Linked DNA regions of Sus scrofa: region 1 is linked to region 2. Evidence: chromatin contacts called from public promoter capture Hi-C data. All regions are on one chromosome and are shown on one strand. Each heading gives the region's core, a stretch centred on a gene start, on an enhancer-like site or on the middle of the called end of the contact. The rest is flanking DNA. Distances are from core to core; before and after follow the strand shown.

Region 1 (4,772 bases), core at 1,552-4,051, 410 kb before region 2:
TTAGCACAGGCAGATTTAGTGCAGGGCAAACCCTCCTACTATCATAACTGAAAACTAAATTAGGGAAACAACACAGTGGTGACCTTTCTAAAACTGTGTTGCCAAATGGAGTAATTTGCATGGAAAAATATGTATATAACTTAGCTGGCTATGCCAAAGGGAAAAGCCATTTAAGAGTTAATGTGGATGAAAGGAATGTTCTTAGCATGAGTGGTGACATCAAAACCCAGTTTTACCCAGTGTCAATTTGTGCTGGGTAAAACTGCATGGATGACAGAAAAACTGCCAAATTTGCAGTGGTTTTCATGAAATAACACTAACATATTCTTTCTCTTGAATCTTTTGTTATTCACATATGGAACACTCGCCAAAACCGCTAGGCGGAGTCAAACTCCTGCTTTTAGAAATACTTTGTACAGTGCCCTACAGAGACAAAGTCCTGTGAAATTTTGGAGGACAGCTAGTGATTGCAGTGACTATGAAGATCAGTCTCCACAGGATGGATACCATTGAAAGACAGAACAATGAACAAGAGAAGCAAGATGGAGAGTCTCAGCTCTCCACACACCAACAAATATGGACAGAATAGAAGCAGCATTTGTTCCCCTTCCTCTATAGCCAACATCATGTATGTGTCTAGCTTTTCAATTCTATCTGAAATACTAATTTCCATAAAAAGAGAAACAAGTTATCTACAGCTTCAGTACAAAGAACAACAACAAAAATAGTTGAATCCATCCATGTCTTTTTAAAAAAATTTTTATTTTTTAATGGCGCCACCTAGGGCATATGGAAGTTCCAGGCCAGGGCTTGAATCCAAGTTGCAGCTGCAGATTTTTTAATCCACTGTGCCAGGCCAGGGATCAAATCCCCACCTCCACAGTGGCCCCAGCTATTGCAGTCAGAGTTTTAATCCACTGCACCACAGCAGGAACGCCAGATGAATCCATGTCTTCAAAAACCAAAATCTGATGTGTGTTTGTCAAGGTTTCCATGCAATTCTCCAGTTCTTAGTAGACACTGAGTGTCCCACAGATTTAATTCAATTTTGACACCATGTACCTGGAGATAATGTCAGACTCCACAGGTTAAGGGCTCAGTCCTACAAGACTAAATTAATTAAAAAATTAATAAAAGTCCCACAATTAATTTAAAAAATTAACCGATAGTCAAATCTAAGAAAGAAATAGAAAATTTTATTTGAACCAACTTGAGGATTATAACCCAGCAGACAGTCTCTTAGAAAGCTTTGAGGACTGCTCCATCCATTAGAGGTCAAAGCACAATTACATAAATTTTTGAGGCAAAGCGTTATACACCAAAGTGTTATATATCAAGGTAGTACACTGGCAGGTTTTTTATGTTAAATCTTTCTTTTCCTGTCCTAAAATAATTTTGTTTCATCACTGCCTTCACTTCAGAAGCCAGTCACAAGTCCAGGATGTCACCTGTGCTTTTGACTGACTGGCTATAGATCAGAGGTTCCAATGTACCTTGTGTTTGATTAACTTGTAAGAGAGGCTCACAGAACTCAGTGATAACACCTTCCTTATTAGACTGCTGGTTTATTATTAAAGGATATAGTTCAGCAACAGCCAGATGGAAGAGGTGCACAGGGCAACAAGGTATGGGGAAGAGTCACAGAGCTTCCATGTGCTCTCTGGGCATGCCACTCTTACCAACCTGGAAGCTCTCTGAACTCATCCTCTTCCGTTTTTATGGAGGTTCCATTATTAGGCATGATTGACTAATTCGGCCATTGGAAATTGTGTTAACCTCCAGCACCTCTCCCCTCCCCGGGGGTGGGTGAGGGGAACTAAAAATTCCAACATTCTAATTACTTGCTTTTTTCTCCTGGTAATCAGCATCCAACTTCAAGGACTTTCCAAAAGTCACCTCATTAGTGTAACCAAAGACACATTTATGGTGCTCATCACAGGAAATTCTAAGCGTTTAGGAGTTCTGTGCCAGGAATAAGACCAACTATGTAACTTCGTATTATAAGTCACAACATCACACAAAACAAAACAAAACAAAAAACAAATCAAAATTCCTTGATGGAGCTGAAGTAACTTGTTGCTGTCAGAAAGTAAGAATGCTTTCAACCATCTCAGGGCTGTGCTTAAAGGAGAAAAGAGCCATTTTATTTTGAAGGGTCTCCTTTCGGCCAAATTTAAGAATTTGAGAATCATGTAACAGTCATAATGGTTAATTAGAATGTGTTTATAAAAAAAGAAAAGTTAACGTATACAATAACAAACAGGACAATTAAAGATGTAAATAATTCTGTGTTGCATTTTTACAGATTTCAGTAAAATAGAAAGCAAGCCTTTGACATATATGGGTATTTGGTCTTAAGCCTATGTCTGCTTCTAACGTTCAGATGTGGAAGTGTGTGTATTCCTTTAAGCGGGAAAGAACGAACAAAAATGAGACATAGCGCAGAAGAGAGATCGAGGAGATGCCAGGCAGAGAGGAGGCGGAGATAAATGCACTTGGAGAGAGCCAGGGGAGAGCACGTTTTGCTGGTGTTGCTAAGTAGGGTATTTGGGGTGTTCCATTCCCGAGCGCACAGGAACAACGGTGACAACCAAACCGTCATCATACAGAGGAGAAAAGGCTTCCCTTTCAGGAAGAATACGCCATAGCATTTATGTATAGGGAATGGGTTACCCTGTGAGAAATCGATGACACCAAGTGTGCAAAACCTGGAGAACTTCCAAGATTCTGAGCCGGGGAAGGAGCAGCAAGGCGGAGTTCACCGGGCTCAAGACAGTGGCCGCAGCGGGAGGCCAAGAAGGCGGATGCGTGACCAATGCGGTCAGGCCGACAGCCTTTGAATTGAACAACCAGGAAACGTTCCCAAGTCCAAGCAACAACAACGGCTTTGTTTTACGCAGCGAGCCTAGACCACAGCCCACTGGAGCCAGAGCCTCCAAACCTGCGACCTTCGCTTGCGCTCTACGCTGTCCACACCGCTGTTATCTCCACACCCGCCCCCACCCCGACACTTGCACCCCTGCATCTCTGGCCCTGTAGCCCTTACGCCTCCATCCCCGAGCCCCTAAATCCCCTCCTCCGTACCCTCCCAACCCCTAGCCCCTACATCCCTGCATTCCTCCTGCTCATATACTCCCGCCCCCTGAACAGCCACATTCCCTCAAGGTCCTGTATCCCCCACTTACTCACTTCGGTATCTCTGCAATTCTGCGCCTCTCTATCCTGGCGCCCCCTGTATTCCCACAGTCCTGCATCCCATAACTCTGCACTCTTGAGCCCATGCGCCCCTGAGTCCCCAAGGATCCTCCTCAGAACCCACCACCCACCAAGGACTGCTGAGCCTCCCTCTCACTCGCTACCCCCCCAGCGCACACAGCGTCCCGCCACCTAGGACCCAAAGACCAAGCCTCGCTGGGTCGGCACCATGGGAGGGTCTCTGCAGTCACTACGCGTGTGTACCACCCCGCCCAGCGCGTCCCAGTCACGCCCAAGGACCACGAGCTAACGCGCGGCATCCTGGGGAGGTAGCGGGAAATGGCGACCTGAGCTCTCAGTAACATTAAGCCCTTGGCCCTTTTTATGTTGCAACAAAAACAGCTCTCTCCTGGGCCGGTCTCTGAAGAGGCTGCGCCTTCAGAGTCTCTGCGGGAGGTATCCCTCATCCTTGGTTCCCTAATTTTCTTTTCAGGGTTAATATCCTGTCAACCGAACCTGGAGTCCGGCTCAAGAACTGTTACGGAAAAGGATCCAGTGAGGGAGCGGGCGGCGCCCAGCGGTGGCGTGGCGCACTTCCTCCCCACTCTGGCTGTGTAGCCTTCGAAGTTCAATTTCATCATCTGCTTCCACTGACTAGAGGGAGAAGCATTCCTTTGGTTTTCCTTTTTCCTTTTATTCATCATATATTCACTTGGTACCTATTGTGTGTGCCCTGTAGAGCTCTGAGCACTTGGGAGAAAAGTGCCTTCATGGAGCTTACATCTAGTGGAGGTTATGACCAGTAAACGGAAGATAGAGCCGTAGAGGTTTACACACTAGGCGGAAATAGAGCACCATTGGTTTGGGGCATGTTGCCCAGGACCATGAGGACGTGAGCGGAAACTTGAAGGTCTTCGGAGTGGGGATGGGATGCGGTGGGCTGGGTTGCAGCTCTGGGGACAGTGGGACCCCTGGTTTGGAGGGACAGAGACAAACAAAGGGTAGGAGGAGCCAGGGCGGGTAAGGAAGCCTGGTTCAGGTAAATGGAAGAGGGACTCCTGCTGTGCACGGAAAGATTGGGGCTGTTACTTGGAGAGCAAGAAGCAGCAGGCACTATTGGGCCTGCTAGAAGTGACCACCTTCAAGGGCTTTGAGGCCCTGCACCTCTGCAAAGTTCTCTCAGACCACTCATGTGACATTTGGGGGGGGGGTTATAAATAGGAGGGTGATGGGGATTTTACACACAGCGTTCATGTTCACTCATTATCAGACTCAAGGAGCCCTGTGTACAGCACAGCTGTGGTGCTGGCTGGGCTGTGCCATTCCAAATGTGCAAGTGTCCTTGGAATTCTTGGACATGTCCTTGGTTGGCTACAGTTTCTCCCGCCCTCTAGGAGTTCAGCTTGAAAGTCATTCCCAGTGCCCATTGGTGAGGGGAAGAAACAGAGCTGTTCCATGGAAAGTATCCTGTCTGGGTCACCTGCCTGAGTGGTGTCCTGCAGCTCTCAGCTGGAAACATTAGGGGCAAACCTGCCTTCCAAGTTCACTACTATGTTGTGGAAAGGCTCACAGACCAC
Region 2 (4,580 bases), core at 871-3,370:
CTGGACCAGGTGTCTGCAAGCAGCCCTGTCCCCCAGTGCTCCTCTGCATTGGTCTGCAGCCTCTCAGGGGCACCTCCTCTGTGCTCAGGACCTCCAGGCCACCCCCACACACACTCCTGCTGAACAATCAACTGTCCCCTGCCCCCATGAGGAAAGCTGCTGCAGTGCCCCCCAATTCCAAGCCCCATGTACTTTAAGATAAACCCAGTTCTATCTACTCTATTGGCACCCCCTCACCCCTCACTCCCAGGCAGGGACTCACCCTCAACTCCCACTCTGCTCCAGGACAGTGCCAGGCCCCCCCTCATAGGCTCTGCCCAATGTGGCCTCTCCCAACCCTGCCCCAAGCCACACTAGCCTCTCTTGTTTGAAGGATATTCTGATGTTCTTTGCTCAAGTTCTTTACTCACTGTGTCCTGTCTAGACACACTCCTCACATATACTCGCCTGACCTCTGCCCCTCATGCGCCCAGTCCGCCTAATGTTCTCCATCCTCCCCATGCACCCTACCCTGTCCTGTTCCCCAGTGTGCCCAGTCTCTGCATGTACCCTTACCTTACATGTGCCCCATCCCTCCAATTATCCTGACCTTGCTCTATCCCCCACATGCACCTAGTCGCCACACGTGCCCCAATCTCACACAAGCCCAGTCCCCACAATACACCCCACTTCTGCACACGCCCCATCCCCCCACACAACTACCTGGTATCCACCACAGACAGCCCATCCCCCAATTCACCCCATCTCCACACACACCCTGTTCCATTCTCTGCTTCATTCTTCACCGTAGAACTATGGTAATCCAGTATACTTTGTATTTTACTTTCAAGGTCGGTGGGCACTCAATAATTGGTTGAGTGAGTGGATAAATGGTGAAATGAATGAGTGAATGAAATGTATACTAGAACTCAGAAGTCTCCAGATTTTTCATCAACAGTGTCCCTGCTACCAATACTTCCCTGATAAACTTCTAATTTTGAGAGATCTGTGGCATAAAATTTATTCAGAAATAATTCATTTTTCCCACAAACACTAATGTGACCAAACAAAATCAGTATGATTTGCAAAGAGGTTGAAGACAAGGATACTGAGTTGGTGCCCAGATCACAGAGAGTGGGTGCAGAGTGGTGGTTGAGGAGTGGAATACTCCTTCTGCTCCCCGTCAGCACAGCCAGGCATCTGCTCAAGATATTTGAAATACAGGAGTTCCCACAGCGGAAAAGAATCCACATAGGAACCATGAGGTTGAGGGTTTGATCCTTGTCCTCGCTCAGTGGGTTAAGGATCTGGCATTGCCATGAGCTGTAGTACAGGTCACAGACGAGGCTTGGATCTGACGTTGCTGTGACTCTGGCGTAGGCCGGTGACAATAGCTCCGATTAGACCCCTAGTCTGGGAACTTCCATATGCCGTGGGTACAGCCCTAAAAAGACAAAAGCCAAAGGGGGGGGGAAGATATTTGGAATGTAAACACCCAATCTCCAAATGGAAATTAGAAAGATTAATAGTACCAAAAGTTGGCATGGACTAGTTGCCGGTAGGTGTAAAAAATGGACCAGTCACTGTGGGAGAATGCAGGCAGCTCCTTATACTCAAGCTTCTTTCCACTGTGGCCCCACAAGCCCACCCCCAGGTACTGATTTGATGAGCTGAAAGCCTGTGTTCACACAAGGCTTGTTTGAGTATGGAAATGGAGACTGCCAGAGAAGAAAAAGGGCAAAGGCTATCTGCTCAGAGATAACTGAGGCAAGGCAGTCAGGGGTAGTCAGGAGTAGTCAGGGGTGGCAGAGCTTCCCAGTACCAAAAGGGAAGTCCCCGGGGTCCTAGAGGCCATGGCCTGGGGAACTGGAGAGGCTGACTATAAGTGGGGTGTACTTTGGAACTGGTCAGGGAGCATATTTGGCTTCCTCTGGTTGATTCCAAGTTGGAAATGGGATTAATAAGGAAGCACCAGTTATTGATCAAGTCCTATGGTTTGGGGCTGATTGCCAATTATAGAGGTTATTGTTTGGCTGCCTAGAATGTTCCTAGAGATAGCAGGCTGACAGCCTGTAAGTCTGACTTACAGCAGGATGGTTTCCTGAACTGGCTACTGGAGATGGTGGGTTGGTTTCCTCTGGCCAAAGGTTGTAGGTCAGAGTTCTATTTTTACAGATGGTCCAGCTATTGTTTGTATGCTCACTGCTGCTTTCCTCATAACAGCCCAAACTGCAAACATGCTAGGGGTCCCTCGATAGGAGATAGAGAAGCTAACTGTGGTCTGTCCACTCAACCAGCACTACCCAGCAATAAAAGGACTATACCAGAGACATATACATTGTGAGGGAGGCTCAAAAATGTGCTGAAAACAAAGCCTCAGAGTTCCCGTCGTGGCGCAGTGGTTAACGAATCCGACTAGGAACCATGAGGTTGCGGGTTCAATCCCTGCCCTTGCTCAGTGGGTTGACGATCCGGCATTGCCGTGAGCTGTGGTGTAGGTTGCAGACGCAGCTTGGATCCCGCGTTGCTGTGGCTCTGGCGTAGGCTGGCAGCTACAGCTCTGATTAGACCCCTAGTCTGGGAACCTCCATATGCTGCGGGAGCGGCCCAAGAAATGGCAAAAAGACAAAAAAAAAAAAAAAAAAAAAAAAAAAAAAAGCCTCCCTTGAAAGCGCAGCACTGTGTGACTGCACTAACATGAAGCTTTAAGAGCAGGTTCTGTGGTGCAGGGCCTGACTGGAAAGGGGCAAGAGAGAGCTACTACAGCTGTGTTTTATGAGCAGCAGGATTTGTGCATCTCACTGTATGCTTAGTTTTCCTCTGAAGGGAAAAAAAGAAAGAAAAACAACATTGTTGAAAACATCAGGGATGAGTGCAGCGGAGGTCTGCCAACCTACTTGGAAATGCATCCAAAATTAAGAAAGGTCGGGTTCAAAAAAAAGGGGGCGGTGGGGGGTTCCCATTGTGGCTCTGTGGTAACAAACCCATGAGGATGTGGGTTTGTTCCCTGGCCTTGCTCATTAGGTTAAGGATCCGGTGTTGACGTGAGCTGCAGCGTAGGTCACAGATGCAGCTTGGATCCTGCAGTGCTATGGCATAGGCCGGTGGCTACAGCTCCAATTCGACCCCTAGCCTTGGAACTTCCAAATGGCTCGGGTGTGGCGAAAGGAAGGAAAGAAGGGAGGGAGAGAGGGAGGAAGGAAGGAGGGAGGGAGGGAAAGAAGGCAGGCTGGGGTGCAGGGGAAGGGAAGGGGAACTGATATCCCAAAGGAAAAAGCACAGAAGCTCATCACAAACTGTGCATGACCAAGGGGTGTTTACGGAAAAACTCTCACTTTCTGTGTTAGATTTTTTTTTCATTACTAAATTTTGGAGAAAGCATATCTAAACATAATGGAAGTCAGCATCCACAAGCCTCCAGGCACAAGCTCTCAGTACCAGCCTCTCAAAATGCGGTCTCCATCCCATTCAGTCTCAGCTTTTCCATTTGATAATTTTTCTCAAATTCATTTATAAATACTCCTGGAAGCAGCGTCAAGTAAAGAATACAGCACAACTGGCTGAGTGCCACCCACTAGGGAGTCAGAACCCCTGCCCCATGCCCATGGTGAACCACAAAACCTGAAATGCAGGCAAAGAGTCAAGAGGAAATCATCCCACAAGACTTATCTGGAAGGTATGTATCAAAACATTAGCATAGCCCACAACACTGTAAATCAACTACGCTTTAATAAAAAAAAATTTAATTATCATAGCTGGAAAAGAGAAAAAAGAACAAAGAAAACATACTGCATGTTTGTCAGGGTGAACCAAGCAATATCCAACTACTGGAAGCCACAAAAAAACACCCATGGTGATGACAGAGGGGTAAGTGCTCATGAAATGTGGGGGGGGGGGAATATAGGATATGAAACTGACATATTATACACGGAATGACCTCAATTACAGAGAAATAAACCTGGAAGGACGAAGTATATATTTTTAAATGAGAGCTTTTGGAAAATCAAATTACCTGCAGCATTGGCTGGGAAAGGAAGCATGGAGAAGAAACACAGCAGTTGGGTGGGAAGATGGGTTTTCCAGAAAGGCTGGGCAGGGGGAGAGTGCAAACCCTGCCCCCTTTGCAGCCCCCAGAGTCCTCTTCCCACTCCCATTGCCCTGTTGATTCAAAATACTTGGTTTTGTTGCCCCTCTGCTTTTCAGTTTTTTACTTATTTCCTTCTTTCTACTTTCTTTGAGTCTATTATGTTATTTTTGCTAACTTCTTAAATCAGTTATAGCTGTTTAATTTTTGTTCTTTTTCTTTTCAAATGTGACTAAAACTATGAATATCCTTAATACATGTACAGCCATAGCCAAATTTTGTTGTATTTTCACTGTCATTTTATTTCTAATTAGATGATAATCTGTGATGACTTTTTTCCTTTGACCCATAAGGTATTTAGATGTAACTTTCTTCCAAGTGATGAAGGATTTTTAGTTATCTTTTTTATTACTGTAATCTTTTTAAATAGAATTGTCATCAGTCTACGAAACCAATTATTTGAAAGATGTGGAAACTTTATGGCCAAAAACAAAGTAAATTTTCATAGATGTTCTAT

Evidence for each region. Promoter capture Hi-C pulls out the DNA fragments that hold promoters and counts their contacts.
Region 1: a contact with region 2 is called in a promoter capture Hi-C map of fetal liver, with 2.8 times the contacts expected there. The contact joins two enhancer-like sites. A contact is called at or near these places in 2 of 5 promoter capture datasets (fetal liver and liver) and 1 of 2 datasets of contacts at active chromatin or transcription factors (alveolar macrophages).

The regions. Positions count from the first base shown.
Region 1 is chr2:51,700,825-51,705,596 of Sscrofa11.1, reverse strand. It overlaps LOC100621538 (histone H2A type 3), which reads right to left. Exons shown (of 2, transcript XR_002341581.1): 2 at 773-1,110. Among named protein-coding and RNA genes, the nearest start is that of RNF187, 11 kb to the right of the region's middle. Within about 2 kb of position 2,801, at least 58 of the 83 cell types and tissues checked have an H3K27ac peak or open chromatin away from gene starts, as enhancers often do. A contact at or near this core is called in fetal liver, where this site is marked.
Region 2 is chr2:51,292,676-51,297,255 of Sscrofa11.1, reverse strand. No RefSeq gene overlaps it. Among named protein-coding and RNA genes, the nearest start is that of IBA57, 19 kb to the right of the region's middle. Within about 2 kb of position 2,120, at least 2 of the 83 cell types and tissues checked have an H3K27ac peak or open chromatin away from gene starts, as enhancers often do. A contact at or near this core is called in fetal liver, where this site is marked.